2 separate regions of the Rattus norvegicus genome follow, and region 2 is linked to region 1. A link is a contact called in public Hi-C data. All regions are on one chromosome and are shown on one strand. The core of a region is the stretch at or near the end of the contact, and the rest is flanking DNA. Distances in the headings are between cores, read along the strand shown.

Evidence for each region. Hi-C and Micro-C count contacts between places; a contact is called where the count stands out from the background.
Region 2: a Hi-C map of liver shows a contact between it and region 1, with 2.9 times the contacts expected there. The contact joins the enhancer-like site here to the promoter of Pias1 in region 1. A contact is called at or near these places in 6 of 12 Hi-C or Micro-C datasets (the A7r5 cell line, Schwann cells, frontal cortex and 3 more) and 1 of 1 datasets of contacts at active chromatin or transcription factors (oligodendrocytes).

What each region holds. Positions count from the first base shown.
Region 1 is chr8:72,330,673-72,337,115 of GRCr8, forward strand. It overlaps Pias1 (protein inhibitor of activated STAT, 1), which reads right to left and starts at 3,639. Exons shown (of 14, transcript NM_001106829.3): 1 at 3,604-3,639. The coding sequence starts at 3,627.
Region 2 is chr8:72,476,410-72,482,852 of GRCr8, forward strand. No RefSeq gene overlaps it. Among named protein-coding and RNA genes, the nearest start is that of Skor1, 24 kb to the right of the region's middle. Within about 2 kb of position 2,907, at least 24 of the 93 cell types and tissues checked have an H3K27ac peak or open chromatin away from gene starts, as enhancers often do. A contact at or near this core is called in liver, where this site is marked.

The DNA of each region.
Region 1 (6,443 bases), core at 2,389-4,888:
CTCCTCTACATAGCAAGTTCCAGGTCAGCCAGAGCTCACAGAGAAGAAGAAGAAGAAAAAAACAAAACAAAACAAAAAAACACCACCACCACCAAATCAGAGTAGCTACAATGAAACTGACAGGTTATCACTACCAAGATCATTTGGAAATGCCTTCACCCTTCACAGTCTCCCAAAAATCACTTGTGGATATTTCGCTAATGAAAAATTGATCTTTTTTCATAAGCAGAAGTGCACAGAGAACTCACTTTGATATGTATGACTCAATCTACTTGGTACTGGCAATATCTTCAAGCTTGCACTATCCCTATAGGAGCTTTGGATCTGTTTTTCCCATCTGATCTTAGCAGAATCACTATAGATGTAAAAGGATTCACTAACAGGGCCATTAGGAAAATAATTATGAATACAATCCACAGCACAGTCTAATGTAGGCTGTGAACTGGGATAAGGAATTTCCTCAGCAATTTCTATAGAGTTCTGTATTTTCATTTAAAACTCTAAAATAAAAAAAAAAATCCAGGGTTCTCCTAATTATTTAGACTTCCCCTATTTTATTATGATATAGAATCAATATCTTTCACACACACCCTAAAAAAAAATTCCTGAAAGGAATATCTTCCAAACTTCACTGCACAAAGAAGCATATGCATTCCCGTTATCATCTACCCTGCTCTCCAAAACAGGAACAGTAAATCTAACCACAATGAAGCCTTAACAGAACTTTTAACACAGCTACCACCAGCTAAGTAATCTATCACAGCTCCTCTAAGATTTACTCAGGCACACGCAATGACACACCAATGTGTCAAAACACTTACTATAATTTGAAAAATTATACAACAGAAACATAAGAGTGGAAAACAAGTCCTCTGGAAAATCTCAAGTAGCTTTTAGAGAGGGTTAAAAAAAATGGAGACCAGTTTTAGAAAAATCCCACTTCCCATTAAGTGTTCAGTGTCTGTGTGATACTGGCTCACTTTTGTAAAAGTAACTTTACCTAACAAGACCCACACCAGGAATCTCCTCTATCCCCAAAGGCACTTTTTTTTCTTTCTTTCTTTTTCTTTTTGTTTATTTGTTTTAGCTCTGCCTATCCTGGAACTTCCGGTAGACTAGCTTACCCTCAAAAAGAGATTCACCTGCCTCTGCTTCCCAAGTGGGATTAAAGGTATGGGCCACGATGCCTGGCCCCAAAGGCACTTTCTCAACACAGAAAGAACAAAGGTACTTTATTCTTTGCATGTACTTTCCCCACGAGGTTTTCAAGCCTTACTACATGGTCCATGCATAAAACACCTGGCCAGCTATTTTTCAAATGGACTCCTAAAAATAAGAATTAGGAGGCAAAGATGATAACAACAATGCCATAGGGGGTGGGGGTGGCACAGGCCTTTAATCCCAGCACTTGGGAAGCAGGAGACAGGCAGATCTCTGAGTTCTGAGTTTGAGGCCAGCCTGCTTTATAGACTGAGTTCCAGGACAGCCAGGGCTACAGAGAGAAACCCTGCCTCAAAGCAAAAGCAAAATCAAAACCAAAAAAGATGACAACATAGTGATGGTTAGAAAACCAATTACATAACACACACACACACACTTGAGCTGTTTTTTTGTTTGTTTTTATGCAAGTTGGTGATCTCCAAAATGTCAAATTTCTGAGGCTTTCTCTGTGAAATCAATAGTCTGAAATTGGGATAAATGAAACTATCCAAGCCGGGAATGTTGGTGGATGCCTTTAATCCCAGCACTAAGGATGCAGAAGCTGGAGGATCTCTGAAGTTCAAAGCCTCACAGTGAGTTCTGGGCCAACCTCTGCAACATATCGAACCTTGTCTTTAAAAGGGGGGGGGGGTATTCTTATAATTTTCTGTCTTAAACGAGTTAGTAATAAGAAGCAAACTTAAAAGAACAAATACTCAAATCTTGTACAAAAATCTTCATATGTTAACACTCCAAAGTTACTAGGGAAAAAAGATCTTCCAGTGAGGCTTTTGCGCGCATATGCGCGTGTGCATGTGTATACACACACACACACACACACACACACACACACAGAGAGAGAGAGAGAGAGAGAGAGAGAGAGTGTGAGTCCAGAAACAAAGGTAGTGGTCTGCTTGTTCTAGAAGTTACTTCATCATAATGGAGAAAAAAATAATTTTTATTGGTTATAAAAAGAATTTCTAAATCTTCCTGAAGATTTGCAATTGCATAGCCCAATCTCCACTCTGACAGAGATGCTGGTTCTCTCTTGTGCTATAACCAGCTGTTTGGTTTGCACACAGGAAGCCAGAGAAGGGAATACCGTGTTCAGAGCCTCTAAATAATATGCGTTAGTTAAGAACTGCCTGCCTGCCTGCTACTAAACCAGAATTATTCAAGCAGAGCCCCATTTGTCACAATCCAATCATAAGGGTTCCACCAGCCCTCCCCCAACAGCTTGTGTAGTGGTATATGTGCTTTGGTAAAGGAGCCATCATCAGGTAAAGATTGGGGTGGGAGAAAAAACGGAGAAAAGGGGGCACCCTTTCATCTAATTTCGCGAGGCATGAGTAATTGGTACAGTTGAGAGGAACGATGGAACGTTCTATTTATTGGAGGTTAGGGTGGGATGGGGGGAGGAGAATTTCGTTTAAATCAACATGGCCAGCAAGATGTCCCTAACAAACAAAAGGCAACGGGGGATATAAACACGAACCATTCACCTCCATCAGCTATAGCATCGCCATCATGGTGTGTGTAGAGACCCCCAAGGCTGCTCTCATCAGCCACACCAGAGACAGCAAGAGTGGAGAGAGGTGGCTGTATCCCCACCACCGCTCCCAAATGCACACTCTTCCAGTGGGTTGTTCCCCCCCCACCCCAACCCGGTGGCCCGGAATCAAGAGAGAAACAGTAACGTCCCGCCTGGGCAGACTCCCCCTACAACCCTTTAGCCGAACCTCCAACGCCGGCTCCGGGCTCGCTAAACTTTCCAAGAGCTTCTCCCTCGTACTCCCTAGCCGATCGCCCCGGGATCGCGCATTCCCACTGGCCGGGCACCCACTGACAGGCCGGCAGCGGCGGCAGCGGGGCGGGGGCGCCTGGGCGCCGCGGAGGGGCGGGGCGGCCTGAGCCAAGTTCCCGGGGGTCCGAGCGCAGCGCCTGACAGGAGCCCGGGACGGCGAAAGAGGAAGAGGAAGCGGCAGCGGGGCAGTTTTCCCAATCCCCCTCTTCCAAGCGCAACCTACCCCCCCCCAGCCCCTGGCTGCCCGTGGGGGGGAGGGTGGGGAGGCGGGCTGCAAGGTAAGGCACCCAGGCCCCGGGGACCGCCGCTGCCGCCACGTCCCGACTCACTCTCTCTTCGCCCCGCCACCCCCGCCAGAGGCGCCCACAACAATAACACGCCGGGGACGACCCGTCAGCGCCCCCGAGGCACCCGGGGCCCACGGCCCGCCGCAGCCAGGCCCCCTCCACTGAGGCCCGGAACGCCTCTCCGGCCTACAACTCCAGACCCGGGTGGAGCCCGGCCCGAGCGGCCCCCCCAGGGTCCGACCCATCCCCCCCGGCACCAGCGGCGCCGTCTCCGCGGCCGAATATTAGAAGTGAATTCGAGCTGCGCTTTACCTTTAGTTCCGCACTGTCCGCCATCTTGCGTCTGTCAGCGCAAGCGCAGTGAAGCTCGCCGGGGGCCGCGCTGGACCCTCCCCTCTAGCGGACTTGACTCCGCCTCCGCCCCGCCCCTCAGCCTTCCCGCTCCGCCCCCTGCCTCCGCCCCACTCCCGGACCTCGTTGCCCCGCCCGGAGCACGCACAGCTGCGAGACCCACACGTACTATTTAAATAATGGCGCCAAGCGGGAGTTTGACAGTTACTACCCCCTCGGCCTCCCCGCCCCCACGCCGGCCCGGCCAGGAGCGCCCAGGGAAGAGGCCACATCTGGGGGAGGTGTTGGCCTCAGTTTCGTCCTTCATCTGCCCTCTGAGCCACTGTTGACAGAAGCCACAACGCTCCCGGATCCGCAGGATGCGTTCTGCACCTGTACCCTACCCAGCCTCGGGTGGATCACGATTAGCTAGTTTCATTTAAGGAGAATTTGAAGACGCGTTTCAGGGTTTGCGCAAATCCTCATGATGAGGCAGTAAGGCCAAAAAAATATATATTATCATTCCCATGGTATCTTTCTTTTCCGAAATAAAGGCTCTGAGGGGAAAAGGAACTCCCCTAAACAGCATGTAACAGGGGTGGCTAAGGCAAATTCTGAAGACAGCCATTCGTCGTCACGTTACCCTGTGCAGTCAGAAATTAGGGAAGATCCCTGACCTGTCGCTCATGGGGTACAGATCTGTGAGCTAATAAAATAGAATTACTAATGGTGATGAACAGCATTGAGATCAAAAGGCTAACTAAGAGAAAAATGGATTAAGGGGAGGTGTGCTTAATCCCCGAAGGGTTTTCTCCAACTGCATTGATATTTAGACTAGAAGAAAGATTATTTCATACCTACTCCTATCTACTAAAAGCTTCCTTCCTTCAAAATCCAAGCCTTTTTTTTTTAACTGACCAACGTTTTACTATCAAAATCCTCTTAACATTTGGATTACACTGAACTACCTCTGAATTCAAGAAGGCCAGATCCTGACCAGTGACCTAGATTATTTTCACTCCCACATTCCTAATTCCTAATTTTTTTTACTCCAGTATCTATAGTTTCCAACCTCCTTCCTTAACAGAATCATTTTCATCAGCATATAAACATATCAAAATTCCTCTTACTTAAATTTAAACTTCCTCTGGATACAAAATTACCTTCAGTGGGTACTCTTTTTCTCTGCTTTCTTCATGGAATAAATTCTCAAACAAGACTTCATTTTTCTACAAGTATTTGTTCCCATTTCTTCAGTGGCACTGACCTTTCCACCTATCCTGAGGCAGCTACACTGCCCTATCTTGATCTATCATCAAGAGGACTGTTCATCTATACCTTTGCAAAGCCCACTCTCAGTTCTCAGGACTTACCTAAATTGGCTAGAGGGAACTGCTAACCATTGACGTCCTTGCTTTCTCTGGAAACACAGTTGTTGAACTTTCCTCCATATCCCTGTCACTGTCCTGACATTCCATTCCTGTCTCTTCACTGAGTGACTCCCCACCCCCTACCTCTCTCTTTCTCTCTGTCCTTCCTTCCCTCCCTCTCTCCACCCCTTTTCTCTATGCAGCCCTGGAATTTGCATAAGGACTAAGTGGATCTCTGTGAGTTAGAGGTCAGTCTGGTCTACAGAACTTGTTCTAAGACAGCCAAGGCTACACAAAGAGACCCTGGGGTGGGGGTGGGGACAAGAAAGAAGGAAAGAAAGGAAGGAAAGAAGAAAGACAGACAGACAAGAGAGACACAGAGACACAGAGACACAGAGGAAGAAGAAAGATTGAAGAGTCTAAGACTCAGTCTGTGATCTTTATTCAAGCACCCAGAGCTATCAATCAACTCTTGACTATAATATAATGATTTTCAAATATCTGCAGCTTAGACTGCATCACCAAATTCGAATGCAGGCAACCGTAGGGATTCAGCTCTGCTTACAGACTGTTTATCTAACTGCCTAACATACAAGAAGCCTGTGTTTGAACGTTGATACTGCATAAAAGTGAAAATGGTGGTACGTGCCCAAAATCCCAGTAGTTGGGAGGTAAAAGTCAGGAGTTCCAGTTTCAGGCAAGCCTGGGCTACGTGAGATCCTATCCCAAAAGAAATAATTTAATTTAGTATTAATAATTTAATTTAGTATTAATTAATTATTTAATTTATTAAATAATTTATTAATTAATTTTGGTTTAGAGATACTGTGTGTGGTGGTACAGGCCTTTAATTCCAGCATTCGAGGCAGACACAGGTAGATCTCTTGTGATCTCTATGTTCTACATAGTACTCTAGGTCAGCTAGGGCTACAAGTAAGGCCCTGTCTCAAATGTAATTAATTAACTAATTAAAAGGAGGTTGATCCCTAATGTTGCTAGCTACCTAGTATCAGCTCCACATCTCATCGTCACTCCACCTTCTTCCTTGACTGTCACATTCCTCCTTGACTGCCAGGCTTGCTCCGTTCTCAACTGTCTCACAATCATCCAGTATATATATCCAATATTGTCAAAATGAAAGTCAGGGAAGCATCCTTACTCCTCTCTTTTATTTATTTCCAGTGTTAGAGCGTCCACAAGTCCAGCCGAGTTCAGCTATTAAAATATTGCCTTCTTCACGACCATCCCTCTCTTCCAGACTACAGAGGACTACCAGACTGACAGAGTCCAGGCTGACTCTGGCTTTCCTGACCCCCAGGCGCTTCTGTCTTCTTGAGCCCTATATTTGGAACTGGCCTAGATAGCAAAGGCCTGTAATCCTAGAACTTTCCGTTAACATCTGAGTGTGCAATACAAAAACATGATCCTAACACTTTGGGGTGGGGTGGAGCA
Region 2 (6,443 bases), core at 1,657-4,156, 150 kb after region 1:
CACATCTGATTCCTTATTTAGAGTTTTGCTCTTTTTTCAGAGTGAGCAAATGCCTTCCCTTCAAGCATTGCCTGGCATGAATGATTTCCGAAAGAGATGTATTGGCTGGAGTAACCTTCCAGAACAACTTCTATAAGCGCTGGTCTCCTGCAAGTGTGGTTCATCTGCAGAAGTACACAGCCTTCTACAACAAACTGTCCCACCCCCAGTATTTCTGACTGCTTACCACATGTTTTGCAAGAGTTGGCCGATGTTCGTATGCCTTAGGTGTTTGCTTACTGAAGAGAAAGCCTGTCTTTCACCTCACAGAATGCTAACTCCAAGTCTGAAGGTCATCGGCTTCAATGGACTGTGGTCTCTTCTATTATCAGGTAAAAGGCTTGCTCCTTGGCCTCTCAAGCTCTTGCCTCATCTTCTACCTCTAAACAGAGGGACCGGCCTCTTGAGTACCACCTGCTAACCTGCCCTGACTAAAGCCTACGCACACCTCTTTCCAGCAGCCTGGGAATACATGCTCTCCTCCTTAAGCCCAAAGCAAACTGGTGTCTAGTTCAGTTCCGTGGTTGTGACAAATACCCTGAAAAAAAGCAGCTCGGAGGGAATGGGCTTCTTTCAGTTCGAAAACCCAGGGTGCAGCCCCAGGGGAGGTGATGTGGGACCACAGAGCTTCCATTCACATCCTCACTAGAGAGGAATCACAATGGAGGTGCTTACTGAAGGCGGCTGCTAGCTTCCTCTATTCCTAGCATCCCAGAACCCAAAATGGCGGATCCTGGCTCCCACTCACAGGCTGGATCTTTCCATTCGTGAAAGGCAGTCCAACTCAAAGCCTACAGCAATGGTTCTCAACCTTCCTCATGCTGTGATCCCTCAATACAGTTCTTCATGGTGTGGTGAGCCCCCCAAACATAAAATTATTTTTATTGATACTTCACAAGCGTAATTTTGCTACTGTAATAAATTGTAATGCAAATATTTTGGGCGGTAGAGGTTTGCCAAGGGGTTGCCACCCAAGGTTGAGAACCGCCACTCTGTAGACATGCCCATAGGCCAAACCGATCTAGACAGTCCCTCACTGAGACTCCTATGATTCTAGCTTGTGTCAACAATTAAAACCATCACACTCCTGCCAGGTGCAGTCATTTAATCCCAGCGCTCTGGAGGCAGGTGGGTCTCTGTGGCTTCCAGGCCAGCCGGAGTAGCATAGTGAGACACCGTCTCAAAAGCAGTGACAGATGACACACACACAATGCACGTGCACGCACACAATGCACGCACAGAGACAGGGAAGGAAAGTTCCTTCTTGTACCTTGGGGCAGGAGAGATGTCTTTCTGGTTATGAACATGTATCGATCCTGCTGAGGACCTAAGTTCAGGGCCCAGCACCCACAAGATGTCTAACGATTGCCTGTAACTCCAGTTCCGAAGGATCAGACACCCTCTCCTGGCCTGCACAGCTCCTACAAGCAGGTCGTGCACAGAAACTCACGCAGGCGCACACACAGATACATAAATAATATTTTTTAGGCTACCAAAACAAACAAGAACCTCATCACACTCCATAAGTCCTTACAGTCTCCTTTATTCTTCCCACAGGCCCCCTCTCTCCAAAACTGCACACTATCGGAAGAGTAGGCAGCATCCTCAGATCCCACCCCTCCCCCAAAGATTCCTCCTTTGTGTGCTGTGAGGCGGGCACTCTCTCACACTGCAGGTGGGAGGGGGAATTGGCAGGATCTCTCTGGGAAGCAATTCTGTAACCTGACTCAAAAGCCTGAAAAATATTTGTGCCCTTTGTCCTAGTAATCCTACCTCTAAAATATCTGCCTAAGGAAATAATCAGAAATGCTGACAAGGGTAGATGTTTAAAGATGTTAATCTTGCTGTTATTTTAACAGCAAAAACTGGAAACAATTTAAAGGCTCCACAGCAGGGGCTAACTTAAATAAATTGTACTAAAATGGGATGAAATACCGTGCAATCAGTAAAACTATCATTTTGGAAGAACAATTGACTGGAAAGTTGCATAAGTGGCGGATCCGTACAGTTTGGGGCTGGTTTCTTTCCATATAAAATTAGCTAACACTTGTGGAATGTTACTTACGTTCCCTGAGTCCTCAGGACATTCCCATACTGTTCACACCGTTATCCTCATTTTTTAGAGAAAAAACAGCGCCAATGTCTGTGGTGCGAGGCATGTGGGAACATTTTCTTTATCCTCTTGTGCAGTCTCCCATTCTGCCTTTCTTTTTTCTTTTCTTCTTCTTTTTTGGGTGGTGGGGGAGTTTGAGGCAGGACTTCTCTGTGTACTCTTGGCTGTCCTGGAACTCACTCTGTAGAACAGGCTGGCTTCAAACTCCAAACTCACAGAAATCCACCTGCCTCTGCCTCCCAAGAGCTGGAATTAAAGGAGTGTGCCACCACTGCCCAGCTTCCCATTCCTTAAAAGCATTAAAACATTTTTTTAAAATGTGTGTGGATGAGTGTTTTGCCCTTGAATGACGAGCATGCAGTTGCTTGGTGAGGCCAGAAGCAGAAGAGGACGTAGGAACCCCTGGAGCTGAAGTTGTGAATTGCTCCGTGGATGCTGGGAATCCAGCGTAGGTCCTCTGCAAGAGCAGCCAGTGCTCTTAGCTACAGAGCCACCTCTCCCTGTCTTGGTTCCTAATTCTTGAAGGAGGTGATTTTTTTGGTCTCATTTGGGTTTGGGGAGATTTTTGATAGTTTTGTGTCTTTTTGTTTGTTTGTTGTTTCTCTGTGTACCCCTGGCTGGCCTCAAACTCAGAGATCCCCAGGCCTCTGCCTCCAGAGTTGGGATTATAGACATGTGCCACCGTGCTTAGCTTTGCTGGTTGGCTTTAAGTTACTGTTTTTTGTTAGTGTTGTTTTTAGATTTTTGCCCTTCCTTTCCTGTTTTGTTATTTTGCGGGGGTTTTTTTGTTTTTTGTTTTTGTTTGTTTTTGTTTTTGTTTTTGTTTTTTGGTATCGTTTTTGCCAGCTGAAGTGAATGGTTGCTTTCTGGTATTACAGATGTTAATGCTGAAGAATTTGAACCACACACAGAAAATGAAGCCTTTCCCCGCAAGGTTAATCCAATTGCCAGAGCTGACTCTGAAGTCGAGCTCTCTGCTTAACGTTTCCAAATGTGTCTGGGGACAGAGGCACTTTCAAGCAAATGCCACCCTCCTCAGGACCAAGTCAATGAGCTCCCCAGCCGGAGTCCTTTAAGAGAGTACATTCGGTGTGGGGCTTTTCTTGCAGTGGCTGTCTGTTTTGTTTTGTTTTTGTTTTTGTTGTTCTCCCCACTCCCTAGTAGGAAACCATTTCTGATCCAGACCGTTCCAGCCCAACAGCTGGGAGTTGGGATGCGAAAACCCCCGTTTCAGTTCTGACCCACGGTTCAGGCCGTCAAAGGTTAACATTTTTCCTTCATGTTCCCTGGTCCCCATCTTTAGGCCGGCTGGTCCATTTGTACGACTGCTAGTAGTTCCGAAGTTCCTGGGTACCTCCACTCCCCATCCCCATTTCCCGCTGAATCGGGACCCTTCGAAGTCTGTTCCACCTAGATAAGAGAGGCCAGAGAAGGGGAGATGTCACCGACCAGTGCTAGCCGCAGAAGCAGGAGGTTGGCCTTGGAAGGCTGTTCCCACCCACTTAAGGGCCTCTGGAGAGCCCGGCTGGCAGCGTGCAGAGCTGCAGGAGGCGCCTCTAGGGCGTCGCACCCAGGGCGAGCTCGCTTGTAGGCGGCCAATGCCTGCGGGAACAGCGAGGGGCCTCCTGCGCGGAGCCGTCGCCCTCTGGTGGCAGCATGGGAAAGGTACAGCTGTTCGCTGGGCGCCACCTCCCCTCAGACCAGAACTGGAACTTGCTAGAAGGGGAAGCCAGACACAAATGAGCCAGGACTGGAACCTGGGACTCCAGGCAAATTCCTCATTCAACTGACATTTACAAGGACCTCTAGAAACTATGAAGAGTAAGCATCCGAGGCTTAAGATTTGACTCAGGCTATTGCAATAAGGAGAACAGTTGTTAATGAGTAATGTCTAAAACAAAAGGGAGGAGGGCGGGAGTGTTAGTTAGGCCGGTAAAGAGAGTCACCAGAGCACCATAGAAGCAGGAAGGAAGGAAGTGTGGAGATGATGGCCTTTTCGCGGAACATGCACATCAATGTGGCCGGTTCCTTAGCTTTCTCCCGGAACCCAAATTTAGCAGTGAGAGTGTTGTCTGCTCGGGCTGCCTTTGCCAGCACTGTAAACAGCAAAGCGATATTGTCCTTTGTGAGAGGAAGGAAGAGGAGCTGTGGAGATGGTTTAGGGGTTAAGAGTACTTAGTGCGCGCGCACACACACACACACACACACACACACACACACACACCCCGCTACCTACTTTTTAAAAAACGTTAAAGGAAGAGAAGAAAGGGATGCTGGGCCCTATTGTTAGGCATGAGGGAGATTCCAGACTGACATGCTGAGTCTAGGCTGGGGTTGCATGAGGTTGCGTAGAGCTATGCAATCATGCATAGCTGGATTGCTGGAGGTGGGGGGATTGTTCAAAGAGGGACGTCCTCCCGGATGCCCTCCCCCAGTCATCCAGCTGTTACATCTTTAATAATCTTCCCTACTATTTCCCACAACTCCACTGGTTACGGCACAGCCCCTTTGACTGGTTCCACAGCTTTCCCCTGGGCCTCTGAAGGCCCTCTTAACTGATGTGTTTTCAAGCACAGCCTACCCTGCTGTATCCAACTTCTGGCCCATCATCCTGCCAGTGAGGAGAGCTGACCTTTCATGATCTCCTCAGAGGGACTCCAAGTAGACCTGTTGCCTATCAAAATCCCAGAAGGGATTTTGGGGGTGTAGTTCCGTTGGTTATCCAGGCCCTGTGTTTGATCTCCAGCAATGCATAAAACCCCCAGTGGTGCTGCACTCCTGGACTCAGAGACAGAAGAAGGGGGATCAGGCATCTTCAATTACACAGTGAGGTCGAGGCCAGCCTAGGACACATGAAACTGTATCAAAAAATATAAATGGGGGTGGGGGTAGTTTGGACAGATGGCTTAGTGGTTAAGAGAACAAGCTACTTTTGCAGAAGACCTGAGTGCTGTTCTCAGCATCCACAAAGCGCAGTCCACAACTGCCTGTAACTTCAGTTTCAGGGGGTCTAATGCTCTTTTCTGGCCTCCCAGGGCAGCTCACTTACACATGCATACCCCATAATTAAAAATTGAAAAGAAACCAGGCAGTAGTGGTGTGCACCTTTATTCCCAGAGGCAGGCAGATCTCTGAGTTCAAGGCCAGCCTGATCTACAGAGTGAGTTCCAGGACAGCCAGGGCTCCACTGAGAAAAACAAAAACAAACAAACAAATATTTAACCTTTTTTAAAAGTGTGTCAGTAGGAGCCCCATCATGGTGGATGAAGAGGCTAAATCTAGGGAGCCAGACTAGCAACAGCAACCCGCCGCTCCCCCCCCCACCGCCCCGGGCATTTCTGCCTGCTCACACTGCTAGCTTCAGCTGCATGAGGTGATAGCTAAGGAGGAAGGTCTAGACGGTCCAAGGAGGCCTTGTCCTGCCCCACCCCACTGCACTGACGCTGGCCAGCGGAGCCCCTTGTCCAGGCTTGACTTTAACATTGACTTTCCCAGTCATATAAAACATCGGGGTTCATTATGACACTTCCAGGCCTGTCTGTCACTTGCTTTGCTAATATTCACCCCATAGTTAAACTTTCCTGCCTCCCAACAACTCATGCTGCTTCCCACCCCCAGTAAGTCCTCTTTCTGCTTCTGTGCCAGATATGTTCACTTTCAAAACTCTAGATTCTGTCTGTGAGACAAAGCCTGTGGCAGCTCTCTTTCCAAGTCTGAGGCTAACAAGTTGCTGCAGGATTTGGTGTCCCTCAGCTGAATTTTGGTCTTGCTCTGGTCCCAACCATGAACACTGCGATTCTTCCCTTTAGAAAGAAGAATGCCCACTCTGCACCATTGTACATTGGAAGTATGTAGCTTGTTTTGAACTTTCTAAGAGACTTTTAAAAGATTGTTTATTCGTGTGTGTGTGTGTGTGTGTGTGTGTGCGCGCGTGCGCACGCGTGTGTATGTACTCACATACATATGCCTGCAGGACCTGGTTTTTACTTTCCACCTTGTTTTGAGGGCAAAATCTCTTCTTATTCTGCCACTGGGTTGCCAGGAAACAAATTCAGGTTGTCAAGGCTGTGTGGTAAGAACTTATTCACTGCCCTGTCCCCTCAGCCCCAGGTTTGAACTTTTAAAGGTTGAGGTTGATCAATTTTAATTATTTCGTATGTATGTTTTCTTGCATGTGTGTATTTGAACCACATGCATGCAATGTCCTTGGAGGCCAGAAGGAAGACAGTATTGCATCCCTTGGAACTGCAGGTTTGGACAACCGTGAACAACCATGAAGTCCTCTGCAAAA